Linked DNA regions of Mus musculus: region 2 is linked to region 1. A link is a contact called in public ChIA-PET data. All regions are on one chromosome and are shown on one strand. Each heading gives the region's core, a stretch centred on a gene start, on an enhancer-like site or on the middle of the called end of the contact. The rest is flanking DNA. Distances are from core to core; before and after follow the strand shown. Region 1 has its middle 3.5 kb from the start of Gm13522. Region 2 overlaps Cacnb4 (calcium channel, voltage-dependent, beta 4 subunit).

Region 1 (3,450 bases), core at 216-2,715:
GGAGGCCCTGCCAGGCTCTTGAACTTGAGCATACTCAGGTTCTGTGCTGGGCAGCGTCTTAGATCCTCCTGGGAGCTTGGTTAATCATCTTGCTATTAGGAGATGAAGCCTACGCTGCTAAATACAGACTTCCCAGGCACGTGATCAGAGGACAGAGCAGACATTGGAGGCCTCCATGGTACCAAGGAGGATCTTTAAGGAAAGATCTTTAGTCTCTAAGGAAACTCCAACAGCAGAGATCCTCTCTATGGATCTTCTGGCTTTTCTTTTCTTTTCTTTTTTTTTTTTTTTTTTTTTTTTTTTTTTTGATCAAGGCTCAAAGTTTAATATTTAGCACTGTATTTATATAGGGAGAGTCCACAGATCCATTCTTTGTTTCAGATGGATTATGTTGCTTTGTTTCTACTGGATTATGTTGCAAAGCAAGCTCAGCAGGCAGTCTGCTCCTGTAGGAAATTGCAGGTGTGGCAAGGTGGAAGAGCCCACCTAGGTTGGCAGACAGGGCCCACTTTGGCAAACACTTAAGGTCTATTTAGCCTTCTCAAGGCTGGGGGAAGGGCACAATTCCCCCTTTTTTATTTTTAAAGATGAGCTGGATAGGGGCACAAGATTTACTTGTTTTCCATAATCCCATATAGGGTAAAGAGTGGGTAGGCAACCAAGCCTGCCTTAGGTCAGTGTCTTTATTGCTCCTTATCCATTGTGGAGGACAAACATAACTTTTTGAAGTTTGTCTCTGTCTTAGGTCTATTGGAACTCAAGAACACTCTTACCTGTCCCTGACTACCAACCTTCAAAAGTACACTCTTTCCAATTCAGACCAAAACCATGAAGGACATGTGAACATGCATTTTAATGCATATCGATGAATAACTGCCATGGTGAATAGCTGAGCATGCTGAAAGTGATGGTGTGTAAAGGCAACCAATGTGTTTAAGATACAAAGTCCAAAAGCTAAAAGCAACAAGATTATAGTTAGAAATTAAAGTTGTCTGAGGGAATGTCAGGTATTCAGTTCAGTTGCTAATTGGAAAAGATCAAACACAAAGTCTGGCCACCAGGTATCTGGGGGAGGGGATGACTTTGAGAATTGATAGAAAGTACTTGCTCTCCAGTATGAGTGGAGACTACACTCTCTAGGTTAACTCAGCTGGCCAATAGGGATTTTGAGCCTTCTTCATCATTGGTACCATCCTCATTAGAAGGCTCAGAATCTGTGTCCACTTGACTAACCAATCTTTCAGGCAGTCACTGGGCTCCATTTTCTTTTTGTGAAAAAAAAAATACAGACAGAACCTCACCCCCTCTTCTGGCTTTTCTTACTCGATCATTCATCTTATCCACCACACAGACTCCAAATGTTTTCTACTGCAACAGACCCAAGACGTCGGCACACCTGATGCCTTGTTAGAGGCACCATTCTGACCTTAGAACTCGGCACTTCAGCCTCAACACCTACCTGCCAAAACCATCAGCCTAATCTATCAAAACCTTGTCCATAGTTCCAGAGTCCAGAAAAGTCCAGAAATGTACTAACCTTGCTTTTCGGCTTTTTGATAACTGTTCTTGCTAATCAAAGTGTGTCAACCAGGATGTGATTTTTGTACAAAGAATGGTGGAGCTCAGGGCTGCATGTTTTCGGCAAGTTCCCCATGCAGTTGCTGACTGGCAACAACACAGACTTTCTAGTCAGCTTTAAGAGTGTCCATTTGTTCTCTGGGGGAATTACCTGGAAACATTCTGGAGGTGCCAGGGAGATTTCCAGAGATTCAGACCCCTGGTTACTGGGGGCTGGGATCCCGTAGGCAAATAGTATGGTAAATGGATAGTTCCTGGGGGTACACATCCTGACCCCAGGAACTTTTCCTTCCTCTGTTCCCATTGACCTAGAGGCTCTTGATGGGCTCCACCTGAACACAGAAACTACAAAAAGTTGCCTGGACCTGTCCCCTCTGGAGGTAAATCTGTTTAAGTCATCTTCTGCATAGGACACTTAGGAAAGGCTGGATGCAACCCTAATTCCAGTGTCTGGGATCCATGTGAGACATCACTGGAACCCTGTCTTCTTGGTGTGTGTGGTGGCCACCCCGGTTGTCTTTATTGTTGTTTGTTTGTGTCTCTAGTTATATTCTTGTCAATTCTGTTGGCTGAAAGAAGAGGAGCTGTTATGGGTATGTGTGCCAGGGTGGGGAGGGGGAGAGCAGTCCCAAGATACTATTGAAGTGTGTAGAAAGTACTGCAAGGAAGCTTTTGCTAAAGAGTATGGCTATGGTCTCCATCTCTCACCAGGGAAACTCTGGATCTTCGGTGAAATAGATTGGCCATATTTTGGAGTTGGACAGCTCAGTGACAGCTCTCTGGACACCCCCCCACCCTCACCCCAGGTGCTTTAGGCTATCTAGAATATGAAGACTGGAGACCCAGGCCACCCCGTCCAATTTCCCTACATTAAACAATGGATTTCTCTCATGCTAGACATGCACCCTTGGTTTAAGATCTATGCCCCTTGATGGGGTTCTGAAGCTTCTTGGTGTAGCTCAGAGAAACCCAAACCTCTGTCTGTTATCTCCACCCCGTTAGAGGAATCTGAATTTTCCCACCCATATGTCCCAGTTTAGTCTGGGCTATTCTGGGCACAGGAAAAATAGTTGCACTGTGCTGCACATATGCACACACAAGGGGTGAGGAGTGGCTGCTGTGGTCATGACGATCTATTTTCTTCCACCTCAGGCCCTCTCTACCCTCCATACACATGGAGTGGCTCTGGCTATGTAAGCCCTTGGAAGCATTTCTCTGGGACAGAGCCCCATCCTCCTTAGCCAGCCCCAAGACCCAGAGGTTCTGATCTTTCCCTTTCATGGCTTATGTCTCCTTCTTGACCAATGATGTGTATAATTGGAACCCACCATTCTCTGAAAACCCTCAAGCTCTTAGTAGCTTCTTTGAGACTGTCTTTAACACTCACTAGCCAACCTGGAGTGGCTCTAAACAGCTCATGGTTAGCTACCCTTGTCATGGCAGAGGAATAGAGCAGAATCTGCCTTGAGACTGAAACAGCCACTCTCAGGTTAGGCATGGGAATCACTGATGGATAGTGCAGCCCAGATAGAGATTTTTCCCACTGCTCAATCTGACTGGAACCCCAACACTGACCAAGGTAAGGAACTTGGTGGACAACTTTTGCCAGGCCTTTCTAAGAGGATTGAAGGCAGCCCTAGAAAACCTACCAATATGTGTAAGGTGGGTAAAGTAATCCAAGAGCCTCAAGAATCACCCATTGAGTTCTTGGAACACATCTGTGAGACTTAACAGGCTTGACCCCCATAGATCCCATTGGGCCCGAAACAGCCAATATTGCTTCTAACATGCAGTCAGATGAATCCAGAAAGAAACTTCAGAAATCCGAAGGGTTTGACAGTATGGATAGGTTCCAATGCAATACTAAGAGCA
Region 2 (3,720 bases), core at 637-3,136, 230 kb after region 1:
GGGAGAGGGCAGGTCTGCTGAGCACTGAGGGGGGAGAGGGAAGGTCTGATGAGTAGCATGATCTGTCTCTGACATGGGTGCTGAATTGATGATTGTATAGAGATCATATTTGTCAGTTAGGCAGGGGCCAGCCTGGTGTAAGTGCTTGCAGTTGGCAGTATTTTTTTTACAGCAATGCAGGCTCTTGGGGACACTTACCCAAGCGAACTCTATTTCTATCATAAAAGTGGGTGACAGAAGTTGTTCTGAACCACTTCCTGGCACATCTGCCTTGGGTAGGTCTTTGTATATAAGAATCTTTCAAACCTCCTTCCCCTGCGGATCAGAACTGCTCAGAAGTTTGGAAGTAGTATATGTAAGAAAAGGAAAATGATGACCCAAGCCTTGGAGTTCCCTGTATCTAACAGTGACAGCACAGCGCTGTGTTCAGGACATCGTCAATGAGTGGATGATAAATGGATGAGTATGTGCATGAATGGACCCACCTGAGCGGAAGCAGGTGAGGAGGGACAGATGGGTAGACATCTGCAAAGATGAGTAGTAGAAAAATACACAGGTTAACAAAAGGGTTTCTGATAATATGATAGAAGGTAGTGTCCCCTCCAAACCAAAAGGAATAGAATGACAAATTTTAAAAGGAGGCTAATGGTAAGTGGCTATTATATGCCCATCAAATATTTGTGCATGGATATGCACACACATCCGTGTATAAAAACTGATGCGAGAATGGATGTATTCCTCAATAAGCTTGGAAGCTTCCCCCTGTTCTCTGACTTACATTCTGGAAATGTTAAATGATGCATATGGCTGCTGTAATATAAGAAAATAGGACCCAGATGTGGAAATCTCGGCCAAGTTAGCAGTGCCTGTGGTAGGGCAAAGGATTAGGAGGGACCACTAGCTTGAGAATCAGTCACAGTGTTGAGGGGACAGAGAGGGTCTAGGAGGTAAGTAAAGCTCTAACAGATTCAGGAGGAAATCATTGAGTTTCTATGTCTCCAATTTGAGGACATACAGCCCATGGTACTGACTTCTGTCTCAAGTCCCACCTAGTGCTCTGGGTTGGCCATGTTTGCCATAGGCTCTGCCCTTCAGGAGAAGAGCCTCTCTATACTGAGAGTCAGGGTCATGATGGTTTAACTGAGAAACATATCCCAGCATTTCTATGTTCTTTTGATATTTGGTGAGGTCTATATAGTAATCTTACTTCTTCTTCTCTGAGGAGGACTCCCAGAATTGACGCCCATCTAAGAACAGGGCATATCCCAAGGGTAGAGCGTATACTATGCCAAGACAGAAAATAGAGGCTATGAAGAGGTTTTGTGATTGTAACCTTCCAATATGCTGAGTATTCTTATTTAATTTTTTTCATTTACTTAATTTATGTGAATGTGTGTGCACCATAGACACACAGGAACCTGCACCTGTCAGAAGAAGCCATTGGGTCCCTTGGAACTGGAGGTAGAGGTGGTTGTGAGCCACCGTGTGAGTACTGGGAACTGAATGAGTCAAGGAGTTCTGCAAGAGAAGTAAGCACTCTTGACCACTGAGCCACCTCTCCAGCCCCTGTTGTAAATATTCTTTTTGCTTTTGGTGATTTTTTTTTCTGTGTTCCAATGGGAAAAATAATACTAAACAAAAAAGTTAAACTATAATATATGCCCGAAACTACAGGAAACAGAAGCCAATCCAATGAGTCTAGGCAAGCACTTAACAAGGAAACAGCTGAAAAGCCAGTTCACTAATGAGACTCTAAACTTCATCCAGAAAGATGGTTGCGAAATCATGCATCTGTTTAACTTTTAAAAGACTCTTAGGCAATATGTGGAAAGGGAGGCAAGGTAATGAGATGAAATCTAGCCAGTGAAATAGCAACACCCACTAACAGGTCTTAGTCACTATAGTCTCTACAGCAGAGTTACAACATTTCTCATACACTGACAGCTATTGAGCAAAAGCCTACCCAAGAGTGGATGCTCCCATTTTGAAGGATCCTCTGAAGTGACTGAGATGCTGTGACTCCACAGATGATGACATTTGACAGACGAGTTTACCACTGACCTTCTAAAAACATCTCAAAACTAAAATAAAAAAATGATAAGTTGGGATTTATCCAAAGAAATTACGGGGCTGGCGAGATGGCTCAGTGGTTAAGAGCGCTGACTGCTCTTCCGAAGGTCCTGAGTTCAAATCCCAGCAGCCACATGGTGGCTCACAACCATCCATAACGAAATCCGATGCCCTCTTCTGGAGTATCTGAGAACAGCTACAGTGTACTTACATATAATAAATAAATAAATCTAAAATAAAAAATAAAAGAAAATATGGAGTGAAAGTGTGATCAAGTCAGAACCACAGAGAACTATAGCAAAGCGTGTAAATGAGGAAACAGAAGATGCAGTAAGAAGGGCTGGAACCCAACCAAGGCACAGGAGTATCCCAGAAGCCACGGTAAGGAGCGTTCTCAGAAAGACAAGATGCTTCTGATCGGAACACTCTATGAAGTCGGAATTTGGCAGACAGTCACGAAGACTTTTCAGAGAGCATCTTGGTGTGGGGTAACAGGCGAGAAGCCAACTGTTTTTGTCTGAGAAGTGAACTGGACATAAGAGAGCAAAGTGGACAAACTCTTCATCTTCCATGAGCTCTGACCGTGGAGGAAGGCAGTGCTGTTCAGTAGTTTGTGAAGGGCACTGTGGGCAGTTGATGGGAGGTTGTTCTGATTTCTGGCTATGGTCTAGGTCGCAGATGACACAAGCAGAAGACCATAGCTAGTGTTGACAGTTAACACAGAACAAGGCTGGTGGCGGGGCTAAAATTTAAGCATACCTAGAAGAGGACACCCTCGAAAGGAAAGCCAAGGATTACGTCATCTAAAACAGTGGAGGTAAAACCTGAATGTGAAGGAGACAGGCTCTTACAATGGCAAACATTTAAGTGGGGCTGGCTTACACTGGCAGAGGTCCAGTCCATTATCAGCGTGGGGAAGCATGGCATCATGCGGGCAGACTTGGTGCTGGAGGAGGAGCTAAGAATTGTACGTCTTACACCAAAGGCAGACAGGAGACTGTAGCCGGGAGGAGGCTCTCTATACTGGCTGGAGCTTAAGCACTAGCAAACCTCAAAGCCCACAACTGTACTCACTGCACTCCAAGTGATTATAGTGAGGAATTCAGTGCTGTTTTGAAGTTGCTTGAGCTTCTGCTTTTTGACAATGTGCTTAGAAAAGTTGAAGACGTTCAACAAAACCAAAACTAAAGTTTGTCTGCACAAAGTGTGTGTATGTGTATATATATACATATATATACATATATGTATGTATATACATATATGTATATATATATGGAGAGAGAGGGGGGAGGGAGAGAGAGAGGAGAGAGAGAGAGAGAGAACAGACCACTATGGGGATGGCAGTACAAAGTTCATATTAATGCCAAGAGTTAACTTCAAATAGCTTTTTGGAGAATTAAATTTTAACTCAAAAAATTGAAAGTGTAAACATTACCAGAAAGCCAGGCAGATAAGGTTTAACCCTGTAGCTAAGACCTATCTGTGTCCTAGAGGTACATACAGCTGTTTATCACAGCAGTGGCTGATATTCACAAAGATGTACAATGAACAACGAAGAAAGTCGATATGTCTAGTTGGGAAGCAATGTTTTACCCTTTCTGTTTCTTCCGTAACTAAGCAGCTTCCGTAAAGCTTTTACACAGAGAGCAC

What was found. ChIA-PET counts read pairs in DNA pulled down with a chosen protein or histone mark.
Region 2: a contact with region 1 is called in an H3K27ac ChIA-PET map of liver, with 6 times the contacts expected there. The contact joins two enhancer-like sites. A contact is called at or near these places in 4 of 484 Hi-C or Micro-C datasets (the N1E-115 cell line, bone marrow-derived macrophages, extraembryonic ectoderm and 1 more), 9 of 115 datasets of contacts at active chromatin or transcription factors (bone marrow-derived dendritic cells, embryonic basal ganglia, embryonic stem cells and 4 more) and 3 of 9 other capture datasets (adipose tissue, liver and pancreatic islet).

Annotation. Positions count from the first base shown.
Region 1 is chr2:52,373,401-52,376,850 of GRCm38.p6, forward strand. No RefSeq gene overlaps it. Among named protein-coding and RNA genes, the nearest start is that of Gm13522, 3.5 kb to the right of the region's middle. Within about 2 kb of position 1,466, at least 2 of the 459 cell types and tissues checked have an H3K27ac peak or open chromatin away from gene starts, as enhancers often do. A contact at or near this core is called in hepatocytes and liver, where this site is marked.
Region 2 is chr2:52,600,600-52,604,319 of GRCm38.p6, forward strand. All of the region lies in intron 2 of Cacnb4 (calcium channel, voltage-dependent, beta 4 subunit), which reads right to left. Among named protein-coding and RNA genes, the nearest start is that of Cacnb4, 74 kb to the right of the region's middle. Within about 2 kb of position 1,887, at least 33 of the 459 cell types and tissues checked have an H3K27ac peak or open chromatin away from gene starts, as enhancers often do. A contact at or near this core is called in hepatocytes and liver, where this site is marked.